2 separate regions of the Hordeum vulgare genome follow, and region 2 is linked to region 1. Evidence: chromatin contacts called from public Hi-C data. All regions are on one chromosome and are shown on one strand. Each heading gives the region's core, a stretch centred on a gene start, on an enhancer-like site or on the middle of the called end of the contact. The rest is flanking DNA. Distances are from core to core; before and after follow the strand shown. Region 1 has its middle 24 kb from the start of LOC123405571. Region 2 holds the start of LOC123403887 (SPX domain-containing membrane protein OsI_08463).

Region 1 (3,830 bases), core at 407-2,906:
CAAAGAGGAGCGAAAGAAAGAAGTGTAACGCTGAAGGGAAGCGTTTCGTGATTTCATGATGTATAGTGCTATGATTCTCGTGTCGTCGTCGTGGCTTTGGTCTTCTGAGTTGGTGTTGTGGGTCTTGTTGTGTTGTATAAGTGTCGAGGGCTCTCGTTGTTGTGTGTTGAGAGCATTGGACGGGCCGCTTATATGGTATGGTGTTTCGTGCTTTGTGAGTACTCCACTTTGGGATTGTTTGTATCGGTTTTGCCCCGTTTTCTTATAAATTAAGGTAGTAATTCTTATTTTTTAGTAAATCGATGAAGAAATTTCTTTACCTCTATTTTAAAGAAAATAATCAGACAAACTTTTATTTCCCATGAAAGGAGCACACAGCTCCTAACTTTATTGCTTAAACTGATAAGACAACATACGAGACAGACGACCTTGTCTCACTTGTCTTGATTTTGGTCCTTGAGAAGCACTATGCCCACTTGCGTGCCAAATTGGACGACTCGGCTTTCTTAAAACTTTTTTGTATTCCAACAACTTGATACCTATGCCAGGTCATTGAAGATAATTGTATAGTTAAGAGCTTAGTTTAGATGATATTGCAGCATATGTTTGTGAAGGAACACACTAAACCATACATCATAATATCTTTAAAGGGCAAAGCCTGTCCAACCACCATAAGCAAGATTAGAGTTGCTACTTGGTCGCAAGGATCCAAATCTGGGTAAAAATATATGCCCCTTATCCGTCTAGTAACTTCACGGCCCAGTGTCATACAAATCCATGCTCATTATAGCGTCGTTGACATATAGTATGATTATATGTGTTCGTGTTGTATTAATGTATTTGTTGTTTCCAACTATGTGGCTCCATATATCTCACCCACCCACCAAAAGACAAGCTTGTCTCGCTTGTCTTGTATTTGGTCCTTGAGAAGCATTATGTCCACTTGTGTGCCAAGTTTGACTACTCGGGCTTGTTTATTTTTGTCTTCCAGCAACTTGATACCTATGCCTCGTCATTGAAGATAAATTGTATAGTTACAAACTTAGCTTAGATTATATTGCAGCATATGTTAGTGAAGGAACACACTGAACCACTCAGCGTAACACTTTTCAAGGACAAAGCTTGTCCAACCACTCGACAGTTTTTTTTTTAGAAAAGGAGGATGACCCCCGGCCTCTACATCTGGAAGATGCATGCGGCCATTTTATTGATTATTCTCGAGGACCTTACAAAGCAGTACAACAATATGTCTGTCCGCCATCTTGGTAACATCTGTCGCTACTCCTATTCATATGATGAAGGGGTGCAAGCTGGACCAAATACCCAGACCTCTCACCTAAGCCTAACATCTAAAGCTGGAGACCCTGACCGAGCCACATACCGGGTCCGGGGCACAAACCGATCCGACACAGTCACATGTGTCGTCGCCGCCATCTTTCACTGGTCCATCTTCAGATCAGATTGAGGCACCAGCCTTCGCAGGTGCCTCCGCCATTGACACCATCATGACGCCAAACGACAACCTCCCCAAGAAGGAAGGAAAGAAAGAAAGAAAGAAAGAAAAACCTTGTAGCTACTCCCTCTAGACCAGTCAGTTTCCAGTTTTAACGTTAGCTCAGCAGCGAATCGTTGGAGGTGGCTGATGGGGTGAGGTGCCACGAAAGCGTTGTGGTGCTATGTTGCACATGGGTCGCTGTGCAACCCTCGATAAAAGTGATAGCTGCTAGCCTGCGGCTACTGCGCTCGTGTTGGGAATGTACCAAAGGATATTCTCTTGTTTTTACCATCTCTTTCCAGAGATCGTCCTCGTGGGCAGGAAAACCACCGCAGGAAGGATCAGCACAAAAGTTGGACGCGGGAACCATTCAGCACCCACTAGCCCAAAGTATATTTCTCTGAAAACGAAAGTTGACAGGAATCTATGCATTGGGTATCAAATCGCTAGCACTGCGCATCATACACAGTAGTATTTTCTTGAGAAATGGAAACAGAAAAAATTGAGGAAGCAGTACGCTGACGCATTCACCTCAGAGTCACATATGACACACCATTTGGTGTCATTTCATGTTACTATTGCAAAAACGCCAGCGCGGCACGCCTAACTGCAAAGCTAATGGCATAGCAGTTTGGGAGCTAGTGGTAGTTCTCTGTGGAGATTCTGTCACTTGTTTTTGACGCAAGGGATTGTGAGCACACTCGCGATGTGACACCACCTAACAACGAAATACACACACTCGCGCCAGTGGTGGTATCATTACACAATGATCAAGTCTGCCTTTTTGTCGTCGTCCTTGTGCAGTCTCTTTCTAAGCTTTTCAGCCACACCCTTTCCACCTAGTGAGTTATGAACATGTGCACGCGAACCGGCGAGAAGCATGCTTCTCTAGAATCTACCATAGAGTCATGGTATGATAATCTAAGGGCGTGTTTGATTGCTTTCGGTGTATCTGCGTTGGATACCCATCTTCAACCAGCATGGTTCTTCATATGCAGCCTCATATGCAGCAGATGCAACCTGTTTGGTTGTCTGCATCGCATGAAGGGGCACTTACCCCTTGCTGTTTGGTTTTCGTTTTTGTGCTTAGGGTGTGAGCAGATGCAAACTTCAGTTGTTTGGCTGCAAACAACGTTTGTGTTCTGCTCACCCCCATTCAAATGTGGTGTCCTTACCACCACATGATCAACACAAAGCAAGCAACGGGAATCACAGCAAACTACTTACATTAACAGCAAACAACTTAGATTAAACAAAGCAAGCAACGGAAATGACAACAGCAGCAAACTTATATTAACAGCAGGGCATCCTCCTTCCCTGCTCCATGCCAAGGTGCCGCTCCTGGCCAAAATATTAACAAGGTCTGGACCTACACCCAAAACTGGCACCACTTGCTCGCCGAGAGCCTCACCACGTGCGGGAGCCGCCTAATGACCAGCCACTCGTTCATCACCTGCATGAACTTGCGAGGGATGACGAGCATGGCGAGGTCTTTGGCGTCTTTGATCTGTTGGTAGAACCGCGGCAGCTCCCAGGCCCCTCCTCGTGGCTGGTCCTCGTAGATTGTCCCCTTGAATGAGGCAGGCTCATGAAGGCGGCCCTGCCAGGCAGGTCCACCCTCTTGAGCCACCTGTTCATCGGGATGAGATCCTCGGCGCCCTCGGCTCCGGCCACCGCCTGAGCTCCTCCACCCGCCACGTCCCAGTCACTCTTCAATACCTTATTAGGTAAGATGACAAGTATTAGAGGTGCCTGCAAAATGAAGAACCACTGATCAGTGGTATTAGCTCTTCTGCAAATGTCGTTGATCAGTTGCACTAGCACTACAACAAATGGCATTGATCAGAGACATTTGCCCAAGAGCAAATGCCACTAGTTAGTGCACAAACTCTTTGCCAAATGCCACTTATCAATGGCACTTGCTCTTGAGCAAATGCCACTGATCAGTGGCATCTGGTCTTTCTCTTGAGAAAATGCCACTGATCAGTGGCATATGTTCTTGCTCTTGAACAAATGCCACTCATCAGTGCACAAACTCTTTGCCAAATGCCACTTATCAATGACACTTGCTCTTGATAAAATGCCACTGATCAGTGGCATTTGATCTTGCTCTTGAGCAAATGCCACTAATGAGTGGCATCTGGTCTTGTTCTTGAGCAAATGCCACTCATCAGTGCACAAACTCTTTTCAAATGCCACTTATCAATGGCACTTGCTCTTGAGCAAATGCCACTGATTAGTGGCATTTGGTCTTGCTCTTGAGCAAATGCCACTGATGAGTGGCATCTGTTCTTGCTCTTGAGCAAATGCCACTCATCAGTGCACTATATTAAGC
Region 2 (3,830 bases), core at 948-3,447, 120 kb before region 1:
GAACTTCTTAAGAATCTTCCGGATGCCAGTAGCATTCATATCAACAAATCTAAGGAGCTTCACAAGATCAAGTCCAACTTGCCTATAAGCCTCTCGCACTTGAGAAACTTGTGATATATCGCAATGTTCTGTAAGTATGGCACGCTGTTGTCCCAATTTCTCGATCCTGCTAGCAAGATGACCTTGCTGTTTCAGTAGAAAGAGCACAACCTTTTCAATCTGCAATGAAGAAACTTACATGAACACAGATGGTGTGAGGCAAAAAAGAATAAACATTGCTGGTTGAACGAATATATCAATAATAAAGCCTCTATATGAAAATATGAATCTATCAGCAACTCTGCTATATTTTACCTGCTCATCAAGCATCCTCGAGAACTCTTTAAGAACCTGTTCATGATTTCTTCCACCACTTTGAGTCTGCTGAACATACTGTTTTACCTTTTTCTTCATCATTTTGTAATTAATATAGTATCTGCAAAAAGTGAGCAAATGATTCATAAGATTCCAAATGACCATTGCACGGGCTTACAAATTGATATTTTTCATCAGCTTATATCTGCGAAGATAAAACAGCGACACGTAATTTATGCATATCTAACCAATTCAGTCACAACAGTAAAATGATCGTAAAAAATAACAGTAAAATGCCATGGAACTGAATTTTGGAGCAGCAAGGCAACATACTCTTTCCACTCCTCCAATTGATCCGACACCAGTACCTTCCCAAAATTAACCATCTTGGCGTTTCGCTACCTACCTGAAACTAAAAAATAACAAAATCGTTAGCATGGCGATAGAGGCTAGAGCCAATCAACTCAAGCACACTATTTTGATTTAGTTAACACTTTAGAATTGCAGCCATATAATTGGTTCAGATGTCAAAGGGAGTAGCTTTCAGCAGAAGATCTTAACGAGCTTGAGACAGAAAACTAATGCGCACAGTAAGCGCCAAAGCCAGACATGTCAGTGCGTACATGGACAAAAGACATAATAGCCTTTAATAAGTGGAGAACCTAAGATAATGTTAACATGTCTGGCAAAAGCTTGAGGTATTCGGGACCGCTCCAAAAGGGGCAGGGCACGTAGCAAGATGGCACAGAATCGACTAGTGACATAGTGAGACAAAACCCTGGAAAGGGCACGTAATAAATGGCTCCAAGGTTTCCCAAGAGCTAAGCATCTCTATTATAGCGCTCACACAATTCCTTTTCTGAACTGGCCTTGAAAACAACGTGCAATAGATCACCTTCAGACTACAGTAGCAGCACTGTACCAGAAAGGTGCAGGTGAAGTTTTTCTCGTTGTTTTTCTCGTGGAGTTTGCCACATAGCCAGTGTGGTGCAGGAAAGTGAACCATCAGGCCAGATGATGCGGAGCAAACGATCCAGAGGGCCGAGGGTCACACGTCAGGAAACATATATGTACGCTAGCGGCGACCGTGGTGTTCTACTTCTCTTGTCAGCATCCCGCTTAAAATAAACCTAGGAAAACGCCGCTCAGCTACTCAGGAGGATGGCCTATCACCGCCGTGCTACTCCGGCGATATTGGGGGCGATTGCCCAAATGCAGATGGTTCTTCTTCGGCGCTCGCATCGCATCACTGGCCCGGCGAGACAGCGAGAGGGGATTCTGGCATCGTCTCAATCGGGAAACGGGAAATGTATTCCTATTTTATTAAAAGAACTTGAGGCGAATCCAGAATCAAAGCCGATAGAGACACGCCGAGGGAAACGAGTCTCTGATTCCTATGAATAGAAATGAGTATTGTTATTCCTGTTTCGGACAAGGTGCTAGAAATTGGAACAGATTGTTTACCGCGGCCGCGTGTTCTTCGGCGGCTCCTCCCTTCCCTTGTTCGGCGAAGCAATCTCCTGAATTTAGATGACCATCAACGAACCGATCGCGCCTGCAACACCGACAAATTGATGGCGCATTTAGAACAGTGCCATTGTTTTGGAACAAGATTCAGCACAGGGCCTGCACAGGCCAAAATCAGAAGACACAGGAGAACAGATGCGCACGTACCTACAGTGATCCCTTGCGAACGGGAGGCACCGGAAAGGGGATGAGGAGGCCGGGATTTCGGAAGAGCGCGGCGCAATGGTAATGGCGCGCGTATGCGTACCAGTATGCGCGAATGCAATGGCTGGGTTCGGCTGTATCTTGTGTGGTCGGCTCCGGAGGTGCGAGGGAGAGAGGAAGAGGGAGGTATTTATAGCGGCGACGGTGGGGGGGGGGGGGGGAGGACGGAGGAGTACATGGAGATGGAGGTGGGGGGCGTCGCCGGGGATGTGGCCGGGGCCGGGGTGGGCTGCGGCCGGTACGTCGCCCTCGTGTCGCCGATGCCGACGTGGCGGATTCGACCGGGACGGGACGGCTCGCGGCCCCGTTTTGGCATAGGATGGCGCCGTGGGCTGTGGACGAAAACGCCCCTCGCCTCACTACCCCTGGTTTTCTGCGTGAGGTTACTCGGCCACTAATCTTTAGCTCTGCTGTTTTATTTTCTTTCTAAATCGATGTTTGATCAAAATATAAAAACGAGTTTTATGGGACAAAATCAAAAGAATCCAATCAAGTCGTAGAGCACCTGGCAACGACTACAACCACTAAAACAAGCTGAAGGCGCACCACCGTCATCATCCTTGCCTTACAAGAGCACCTTGTTGTAGGACCAACACATCAAAATAACAACCGTCATCATCGATGAAGAGAACCGTAAATCGAAATGATCGAACCTATGGACACACGAATGAAGATCATATCCAAGCGGATCCATCGGATACATACCTCCACACGTCCTCCCACGAGGCCACGACGGTAGACGCACCACCAAGACGGGAGTTAGGCGAAGAGACCATTATACGATCTTCATGGAGCCGCGTCGTCTTTTCTTTCTGAGCACGACACAAACCCTAACCAAACTAAAAAGAAACTGTCTAAAAGCGGAGCCCTTTCGCGAGGATCCATCGTGCTCCATGGCCCTAAGGCCACAGGAGGCGAGGCACATCAGCCACGACACCTACGAGAAACAGGGTGTAAAAATCTAAGAAAATTTCTAGCTAATTGAACAACGAGATGAAAATTAAACTTAAAACATGCCCAAACCTGGTGAACGTCTCTCGGGGCACCACATGCCGATGTGTGCCATGGCAACACAAAATTCGATAGACGTGAAAACTTTAGTCGTCAAAGCTATCCATCTCGAGTTATCTCACGACTCTAGTTTTAGTACAAGGAACCACCAAGTAAGTGATCAACAAAGTGCATCATCAAAGCCACACATGCAAGCAACAAATGGTAGGTAACTGTGTGAACAAAATGCAACTTTGATTTCATGAGCCTCAATCGAGAAAGTTGCAAGATTAGCACAGACTAAGTCCACCATAACAACTCAATGAAGCTTTCTTCCAAGTGTCATTGTCAACATCTTCTCGTCCACTACGACGTGATTCCAACTTCATCGCAACACAACAAAAGTGGTGCATAGAATACTCTAGAAACACGCTATCAAACTAAAGATGAAACCCATGCTGTGACCTGACACCACTCGCCACCACCATCATTGTCATTCTATTCCCCTCACCCATACACATGTATTGCTAGCGAGCCACATGACAAATGTGTCGATGGTTAATGTAAACTCGACATTACAATCTCCCAAGAGTTGTGGAAGATAGTAGAGACTGTTATGTCTCAAGTAATCTCATCGACGACAAAGGTGGGCGATGGTTTTACCCAGATTCAGACCCATATATGACTAAAAGTGATACATTGTGTCTAGCTTGACGATGAGATAGAGGGAAACCATGAAAGTTATGCTAACGTTA

What was found. Hi-C and Micro-C count contacts between places; a contact is called where the count stands out from the background.
Region 2: a contact with region 1 is called in a Hi-C map of leaf, with 5 times the contacts expected there. The contact joins the promoter of LOC123403887 here to the enhancer-like site in region 1. A contact is called at or near these places in 3 of 6 Hi-C or Micro-C datasets (leaf and seedling).

The regions. Positions count from the first base shown.
Region 1 is chr6H:440,145,822-440,149,651 of MorexV3_pseudomolecules_assembly, reverse strand. No RefSeq gene overlaps it. Among protein-coding and RNA genes, the nearest start is that of LOC123405571, 24 kb to the left of the region's middle. Within about 2 kb of position 1,656, at least 2 of the 3 cell types and tissues checked have open chromatin away from gene starts, as enhancers often do. A contact at or near this core is called in leaf, where this site is marked.
Region 2 is chr6H:440,267,932-440,271,761 of MorexV3_pseudomolecules_assembly, reverse strand. It overlaps LOC123403887 (SPX domain-containing membrane protein OsI_08463), which reads right to left and starts at 2,197. Exons shown (of 12, transcript XM_045097801.1): 1 at 2,029-2,197; 2 at 1,819-1,909; 3 at 688-760; 4 at 355-475; 5 at 1-219. The coding sequence starts at 740.